Regions from separate parts of the Mus musculus genome. Here region 1 is linked to region 2. The links are chromatin contacts, called in public Hi-C maps. All regions are on one chromosome and are shown on one strand. The core of a region is the stretch at or near the end of the contact, and the rest is flanking DNA. Distances in the headings are between cores, read along the strand shown.

The links. Hi-C and Micro-C count contacts between places; a contact is called where the count stands out from the background.
Region 1: a Hi-C map of cerebellum shows a contact between it and region 2, with 1.6 times the contacts expected there. The contact joins the promoter of Syt6 here to the enhancer-like site in region 2. A contact is called at or near these places in 8 of 484 Hi-C or Micro-C datasets (the N1E-115 cell line, brain, cerebellum and 4 more), 5 of 115 datasets of contacts at active chromatin or transcription factors (T-cell acute lymphoblastic leukemia, embryonic stem cells and forebrain) and 2 of 9 other capture datasets (embryonic stem cells and pancreatic islet).

The regions. Positions count from the first base shown.
Region 1 is chr3:103,572,907-103,576,658 of GRCm38.p6, forward strand. Syt6 (synaptotagmin VI) reads left to right here and starts at 2,339. Exons shown (of 8, transcript NM_018800.5): 1 at 2,339-2,634. The coding sequence starts at 2,472.
Region 2 is chr3:103,517,311-103,521,100 of GRCm38.p6, forward strand. The region is part of intron 1 of Gm34049 (a long non-coding RNA gene); the gene reads left to right. Among named protein-coding and RNA genes, the nearest start is that of Gm34049, 18 kb to the left of the region's middle. Within about 2 kb of position 1,596, at least 7 of the 459 cell types and tissues checked have an H3K27ac peak or open chromatin away from gene starts, as enhancers often do. A contact at or near this core is called in brain, cerebellum and cortical neurons, where this site is marked.

The sequences.
Region 1 (3,752 bases), core at 1,089-3,588, 56 kb after region 2:
TTTGATTCTGGCTCCTCACCACAGTATTATCAGCAGCTGATGGCAAAGAGGAAGAAAACAGCTAGAATGAAGCTTGTCTTAGTGTAAGAAAAAAATATTTCTTAGTGTCACTTTCTGAATGTGTGCCATTATAGGTATCTGACTTGGTTTTTCTTATCTCCTACACCCACTGTCTCTGTGCTCGTCTCTTCTATCTCTTGTCAGTGTCTCTGTCTCTTTCCTGCAGTTACTCTGGCACTCCAAATGTCCTAGGAGCCTGGAGCTCAGGTTTCTTCCTGCAGCCCTGTCAGGGCAGAACCTCTTTCGCTCTGTTAGCTTGAGAAATGCCAGAGACGCAGAGCTGCCTGCCGAGTGTGGAGGTTGGATCCGGGAACAATGAGAAATTATCCGTTAATTCTCAGCTCCTGCCACCTGCTCTGCTCCGAACAGGCTCCTTCCCTTTCAGTGGAGAGGCAAATTCCCCTACTCAGTGTTAAGCAAAATATTGATTTCCCTGCGTCGCAGACCTGAGCCCTTGGAAAGGTGGTCCCCGTTTTTTGTTTTTGTTTTTGTTTTGTTTTGTTTTTCCATTCTTTGCAAAGGGAAACAAGGCGCTTTGTTCTGCTAATGTTCCCAGGAAACTCGAGAGGAGGAGGGAGAAATCGCCGCGGAGTGAGAGTTGCCATAAACACCAGCAGAGAGCAGCTCTCCATTTGTGTTTTACATAAACACAAAACCCCCGCTTGGGAAGCTGCTAATGAGAGTGTTGCCTGGGGCCTCGGAACTCCGAACTCTCCTCGGGGCTGAAATCTACATTGGTGATGGAGGGGAGGATATCGGGCGTCTGGGTTCCTCAGGTGGGTGGAAGGCAAGTGGAGAGGCAGAAGCTTACCTGTTGTTGGAACAGCAATCCAGCACCACTGCCTGGAAGGTGGTCTGGATTGAACCATGGATCAAGCCGTCCTCAGTCCCTTCCGCTCAAGTTCCCACACTTCTCTATGGCAGGCTCTAGGGACCCGGGTGGAAGCTGCGAACCCGCTATAATAGCCCCTCCCCACTCTTCCCTAACACAGCGCGCACAAGCTGATTATACCAACCGAATCTTCAGCACCGCGGACAGGGACACTGCGCCTGTTAGGAGAACCTCCAGGCTGAGAGAAGAGGTCTCTTAGGTTGAGGCCTTTCTCTTGCTACCCTGGGCACTGTCTGTCTCGTGTTTGCAACTATAAGGGCCAGTTGATGCGGCTGGTACAGATGGTGCATGGTGGTGATCGTCTGGAGCTACCGCTCCAAATCTCCTCTCTCTGGAACCTGAGTCGCAGCCCAAGCCACCTCCAATTAACGTGTATTCGGAGGAAGGACCCTCCTCCCTGACCACTCTCACTTGCACACACCAGCCCCGTAGCTGCAGGTGCAGGGGCTCCAGCTAAAGTTTCTTTCCCAGATCCTACTTCGGAAAGGCAACACAATGATGATAGGTGAAGGGTGGGAGTCTACTGTGATAGGGCCTTAAGGGAGTCGCTCTCCTGTCTGTTAGCAATGGCTCCTAGATTTCCAGGCCTGGGTGAAAGCATCCCGAAACTAACAGCCACCCTGCTTCTGAGTCTCACTTCACAGTTCCTGAGGGGAGCTCCTTTTACAGTCTAGCCTCCTATTTAGATTTCCGTCTTTTTGGTCCTTGTTATATATGCTTCATACAAAAATATATTATTTATGGTGGGTTTGGTCTGATGCGTGGAGGTGGGTCTGGTGGGAACCGAACCCCTTTCTGAAATGCTCCCCACTCCTATTCAGAAACTTTCTCCTCCTGTTGCCATGGAGAGAGACGGCCGCTGCCTCCAGTCGCCATAGCAACGTGCGGGTGCCTCGGACCGCAAGATTGCGGGGCTCTGAAAGTCTTCTTTACAGTTCCCCTCGCTCTGCCGTCTTGGGGTCTTATATCTCCGAAGCCCAGACCCGGAAAGTCTGGCTAACTTCTCCTGTTAACTCTCTTTGCAGGGTCCTCCCGCCATACAGTCAGACCACTCCTTTTTATGTTGTGTTATTGCGATGCCCACTTGTTTGGCATGTGGCAGTTTCCCCAACGTTTTCACAAGCACTACCTATATATTCCCAGGGAGCTCATAGAGCACCAGTAATTATTACACCTCGTTTACGAAATGGAAAACTGAGTCCCAGAAAGGCCCAAGGTCATATCCGCAGTGAGGACTCAGTTGGCCTTGATCCTGCATGATGTGGGACAGCGGGGTTGGAACCTGCCCGGACTCAGGCAAGTCCCTGAGTGTGGAGGGGGCGGCCGTGAGGCGCCAGACTTGCCAGCTGCCGCGGGATGCCACGTGAGGGGCGGGGACCCTGCGGGGAAGTGATTAAAAGCAGAGCGGAGCCTCAGGGGGCCGCTGCGGGGAGGGTCTTCTTGGGGCCTTCTTACCCCGCCCCAGTCCGGCCGCGGCTGGAGTTCGAGCCACTACTCCGCTGGCCTGAGTGTCCGGGGCATGAGCGGGGTTTGGGGGGCCGGAGGGCCTCGGTGCCAGGCGGCGCTCGCGGTCCTGGCTTCTCTGTGCCGGGCCCGGCCGCCCCCTCTCGGGCTGGACGTTGAGACTTGTCGGAGCTTCGAGCTGCAGTCCCCGGAGCAGAGTCCAAGCGCGGCAGACTCAGGTACTGGGAGACCCAGGTCCCTCTCCACTCCTGGATTTCTCTTCTCAGTGGCCTCCCCTGCCCAAGGTACCAGCCCAAGGGCCCCAGAACCTCAGAAGTCTAGCTCGGAGTCCCAGTCTGGGTCAGTTCCCTGGCTCACCGCCCGCAGGGAGAGATTCGAAGAGGACCTGAGAGGAGAGAACCCTTCTCCTTCCAGGTCACTAATTATGAGAGCCCGGAGATGCGGCATCCTTGGGGCCTCAGTTTCCCTTGTGTCTTGGGCTCATCCCAGGAGCGATTGGCCAGGGTGAGGGGAATGGAGACGTCCTGGGCACGGAGGAAAGCTGTGTTTCAGGGGGTGGGGGGCTGTCCAGGGTTCAGGATCTAGGATCCAGGGCTCATTAGTGACTGGGTAAAGGCTGGCGGTGCCACTGGGCTTGGGAAAAACTTGCGCCTGCAGCTGGCACGCGGTCTTTGTGTCCAGGTTTCTCAGCAGCGAGTGGCTGTCTGCGTCTCGCCGGGGGGGAGGGGGGACGGGGGGCGGGGTGGGGAGAGTGTCGTGGCGTACCCCCACCCCCACCCGGCACCCCTATAACTCGCTTCCTCGGTCTCTCTCTGACTCACTCGGACTCCGGGCGGGTGTTCAACTGAGCCGGTGCCTCTCACCGACTTTGCCAGGCGGGAACCTCCTGCCCCGGCCCCGCGGACCCTGCGCCGGACGCAACCCCGGCAGCCGCCAAGTCTAGGCGGCAGCCCGAGCCGAGTCCAGCTCCTGAGCCCGGGTGAGTCCTGAGCCCGAGCCCCTCGGGGACCCGGTCCTGCGTGCAGCCGCGACGTCTCGCGGGAGTCGCGACAAGAGGGGTGGCGTGTCGCGCCCTGGCGGCGGGAGCCGCGGGAGTGTCCGCGGCGTGACAGCCGACCGGCCCGGGTATGTACCTGCTGCACCAGTCTTTGCCGCCAAGCTCTCCTGCTGCAGCGGGATCCTTTGTCCCGCAATTAGGAGGGTACAGGACAGAGGAAGTATGGGTCGTGTCCCCTCGGAGGGAAGGGCCCGGGGGCAGCCTGCGGCCCGGAGCGAATGCGGCGTGGGGGTGGGGAGATCCTGCAGAGACCCAAGCGCTGGAGTTCCTTGGGGCTCT
Region 2 (3,790 bases), core at 346-2,845:
GGAACAAGGACTCTCTTCTAATTGGCAAGTCATCGCCAGAGTAATAATACCTGTTATTACCGCCCCATCTCTCAGGCAATAGTAAGTTATTATTATGTGCTTGGATAAAAATGCCCACACTGTTATTTGGAAGACCAGATTAAACAGAGCAATACAGTCTCAAGCAATAATAATGACATCTTGCTTTTCCACGGTGCATTGATTTTTCAAGTACATAGTATGTCAGCAGGCTATTCCCTGACTTCCTTGGGCCAAGAAATCCTGGCATTGTGCCTTTTGTTCTGTTTGGAACTCGAAGTTTTCAGTTCCCATGGATCTTTAGAAGTCTCTGTGCAGAGACTTCATCTGCAGGGTTTGGTGACAGCTGTGTCAGACCAAGACAGGCCTGGTTGGAATGAAGTGGGGTCTGTTTTTCTGCAAACATGTAGCTCTGACCCCAAAGAGGCAGCTTCTTTATTATGACCATTTATTATTTACAAAGCGCCGCAGGTGTACATGACATTTTATGAGACACAAAGACAAGGTCCCTGCCCCGTGGACTGAAAGGTTTCATCCACCATTTCATCTGTCTGAGCTGAGCTGTGGGGAGGCAAGACAGGCAGGTAGGGCTGAAGCCCCGAGTGCTGTCTGGGGCAGCTGACTGGAAGGAAAGCTTTCTAATGAGGGATTTTAAATGCAGGCAAGCTGAGACAGATGCATTCAACTCTTTGGGATCTCGACAGTTGGAGAGGTGTCTGCATTCTACATTCTGGTGCAGGAAAATCAAATTTTGCCCATGCACCTTGGAATGGTTGCGGGAGAAACAAGGATGACCACTAGGAAGAGATGGCAGATGTCCCACTGTCCTGAGAGCCTCTGAGAGTATCATCTGCCTTCCCCTTTCTGGCTCTCTAGAAAGCTGTTTTGTTTGGTCTGTTTGACTTGTTTTGAGGAATGGTGAAGAACATAAAGAGCATTAGTGAGGATTTAAAAAAAACCTATTAAGTTATTATTTAACTTTAAACAGATTATTTTTCTTTTCTAGAAATATGAATTTCGGGCTGTTTGGACATCTTTAGTTTCTCCCTACAGCTCATCAGCCAGGCTAGGCCTAAAGGTGCTGGCTCCCCACATTGCCTGAACTGTTCATTTATTCACCGTACCAACTCCCATTGAGTGGCTTGAAGAGATGAATATGATCATGTCCTTCGCCTGAGAAGCAATGGACAGACGGGAACAAGGATGTGAAAAGGCAGAGAGGTTGGGGCTGAATCTGTGTCCTCCTGTGGGAGGAGACAGAGGTGTTGGCCCTGTGAGCACACTTCCTTCAGCACTTCCAATCATTTGTTTGGAACACATCTGAGTTCCTACCCTCAGGAGCAAGGGCTCAAATTCTAGGAAGGCTCACAAATCCAGCCTTGCCCTAGGCTCAGGAAGCACAGATCACATCCCTGGCATGGGACTCTTCCTGCTTCGAGCTCAGGGCTTAGTCCAACACCACAAGGCAGATTTTGCAGCCAGAAACAGATATAAATTTGGCTGAGCAGAGCCAGTGGAAGCAAAATAGATTCTGTAATGTACAGAATATGCAGCAGATGGCTCTGCTTCCTACCAGCCCTGTAAGACTGATTAACACAGCCCACTGCCCTCCATCACCACCACCATCCTTATTACTACCAGCATCAGCACCAGCACCAGCACATCGTATTAAAAGTCTTCTGGTACATACATGGCCCTTGCAAAATGCTCCATGCCTGACATCTAGATGAGAATGTCTCTTCTTCCCTCCCTCCCTCCCTCCCTCCCTCCCTCCCTCCCTCCCTCCCTCCCTCCCTCCCTCCCTCCCCCCTCCTTCTGCAACACATCCAGCCCTGTCTGTGCTCCTGTTACAGTTGGCTCCGCAGTCCTCCTCTCTCTCCTCACCTCTTTTTTTTTCTCCCCCACTCCAGCTTCATATTCTCTCTCCTCACACCAGTTGTCTCAAAGCATGGGACTCAGGTGAACCATTGAAGTCGTGTTCATCGTAGAGATCTCTGGGAGCCATCCCCACAGCAGGTTGTGGAGGGCATTTGCCTTATATCCTCCCTAACCCCAACTGGAGCCCCAAACTTAATATTCAATTAATATTCAATTTGTCACTTTAGACAGGGGAGGCAGCCATAGAAGGGACTAAACAATGACATATCTGGCTTGTACCTGATGACACAGGCAAAGTCTTTAGGAATTTTGCTGATTGGTTGTCAGCCGTTAGGTAGCTTGAAAGTCGTGATGAGAATATTTATAAGAGAGAATTCACTAAACATTGCAAAGACAAGAACTTAAGAATTTGCCGCACGGCACTGGACACCTGGTATAATCCAGTCCAGCCAAAGCTGTTGACAAATCACAAAGGTCCAGAGAGGTGACATCCAGTTAGCTGTCTCGCAGTAGGCAAGGAAGGCACCGTCTACCCACAACGGCCCATTCTTTCTTCATAAATGCTGGAGGAAGGTTAGTTTGCAAGGATACTTCTGTCTGCCACTCTTAAAAGCAACGAAGACTCTTTGATTCTGAGCCACCATGTGTGACTCCTCCAAGCAGAAGGGAAATCTGTCCTGAGTTCTCAGCATTGATAGGAAGACTGGACAAGTGGACTCAAGGAAGGGCTGATCTAGGCTCATCTGGAGGCCATGGGATAGTAAATATCCGGGGGCATTCAAGAAGATCAGAAAGATGCTGCTCTCCCTCTCCCTCTCCCCCTCCCCTCCCCCTTCCCCTCCCCCCGACCTCTCCTTCCTTCCTCTCTCTTCCTGCCCTCTGCACAAATTATAACAAGGTTTCTAGGCTGGGCTTCTACTACTCACTGTGTACTCAAGTACTCAAGTGTGCTGGCTAGTTTATGTAATGGGAATAGTGGGGCTTGCCTTGGAGAGCTCTTCCTGACTAAGGAGTCAGGCTTTGGTCTCTGGCCCCTGTTTCCACCTCCCTCTGCTCCTGAAGCACTCATTCCAGCTCTGTGCGTGCACTTGCTGTGCTTCCTGTGTCCCTTCCTGTGTCCCTACGTCATTGTGGCATTACCTTTTTTGTTTGTTTGTGTGTTTGTTTGTTTTTAAATTTTTTTCAATCATCCAGGACTTTTCCAGGAAAATTCTATTTCATCACTCACCATGCCCTATCTCAGAGGGATGCTATGACCTTTCTCAGCCTTCCTGGTGTTTAGGGGTACAACACAGGTGAATACCACATGTACTTATATGGGGAACTCCAAACCTGAAGCTAGTGATGTGTAATGGAGGGAGCCAGGAGAAGCACCTCCTGGCAAAGGGCTCTCTTGCTTTCTTGGGGGATTCCAAGGTAGTGATTTAAGCAGAAAAATGAACAAATGAGCATTACCTAAGTCATGGAATTGCCGGGAAACTATGCATCTAGGAATAACAGCCCCAAATACTTTGGAGAACTAATCTAGAAGAGACGATGCTGGTTCTACTCCCCGCTCAGGGCGTGCACTTGAGCCAGTGACCTGTTGAAGCCCCTGTTTAAAACTCTGCCTAGGGCTGGTGGTTTTGTAACTGAGACTCTGTAGTCTGGAAGATCTCAGATGAGCAGGGGCTCCAGCTTGTTTGTTCCTATTCCCTGAACATCTGAGAAGCTTCTGTGTTTGTTTGTTGAAGAAACAAACGAGTTCTCTTTGAAGAGGCTTATCAGTGGGGCTTGACTTTAACAGCTACAGGCTGTGAGCTGTCATTGAGGAACTGAACATCCGGCTGGTACTGCTTCAGTCAGAACTGTGACGTTTATGATCGCTTGCTTTCCTTTCTTTTGTGTTAGAGGG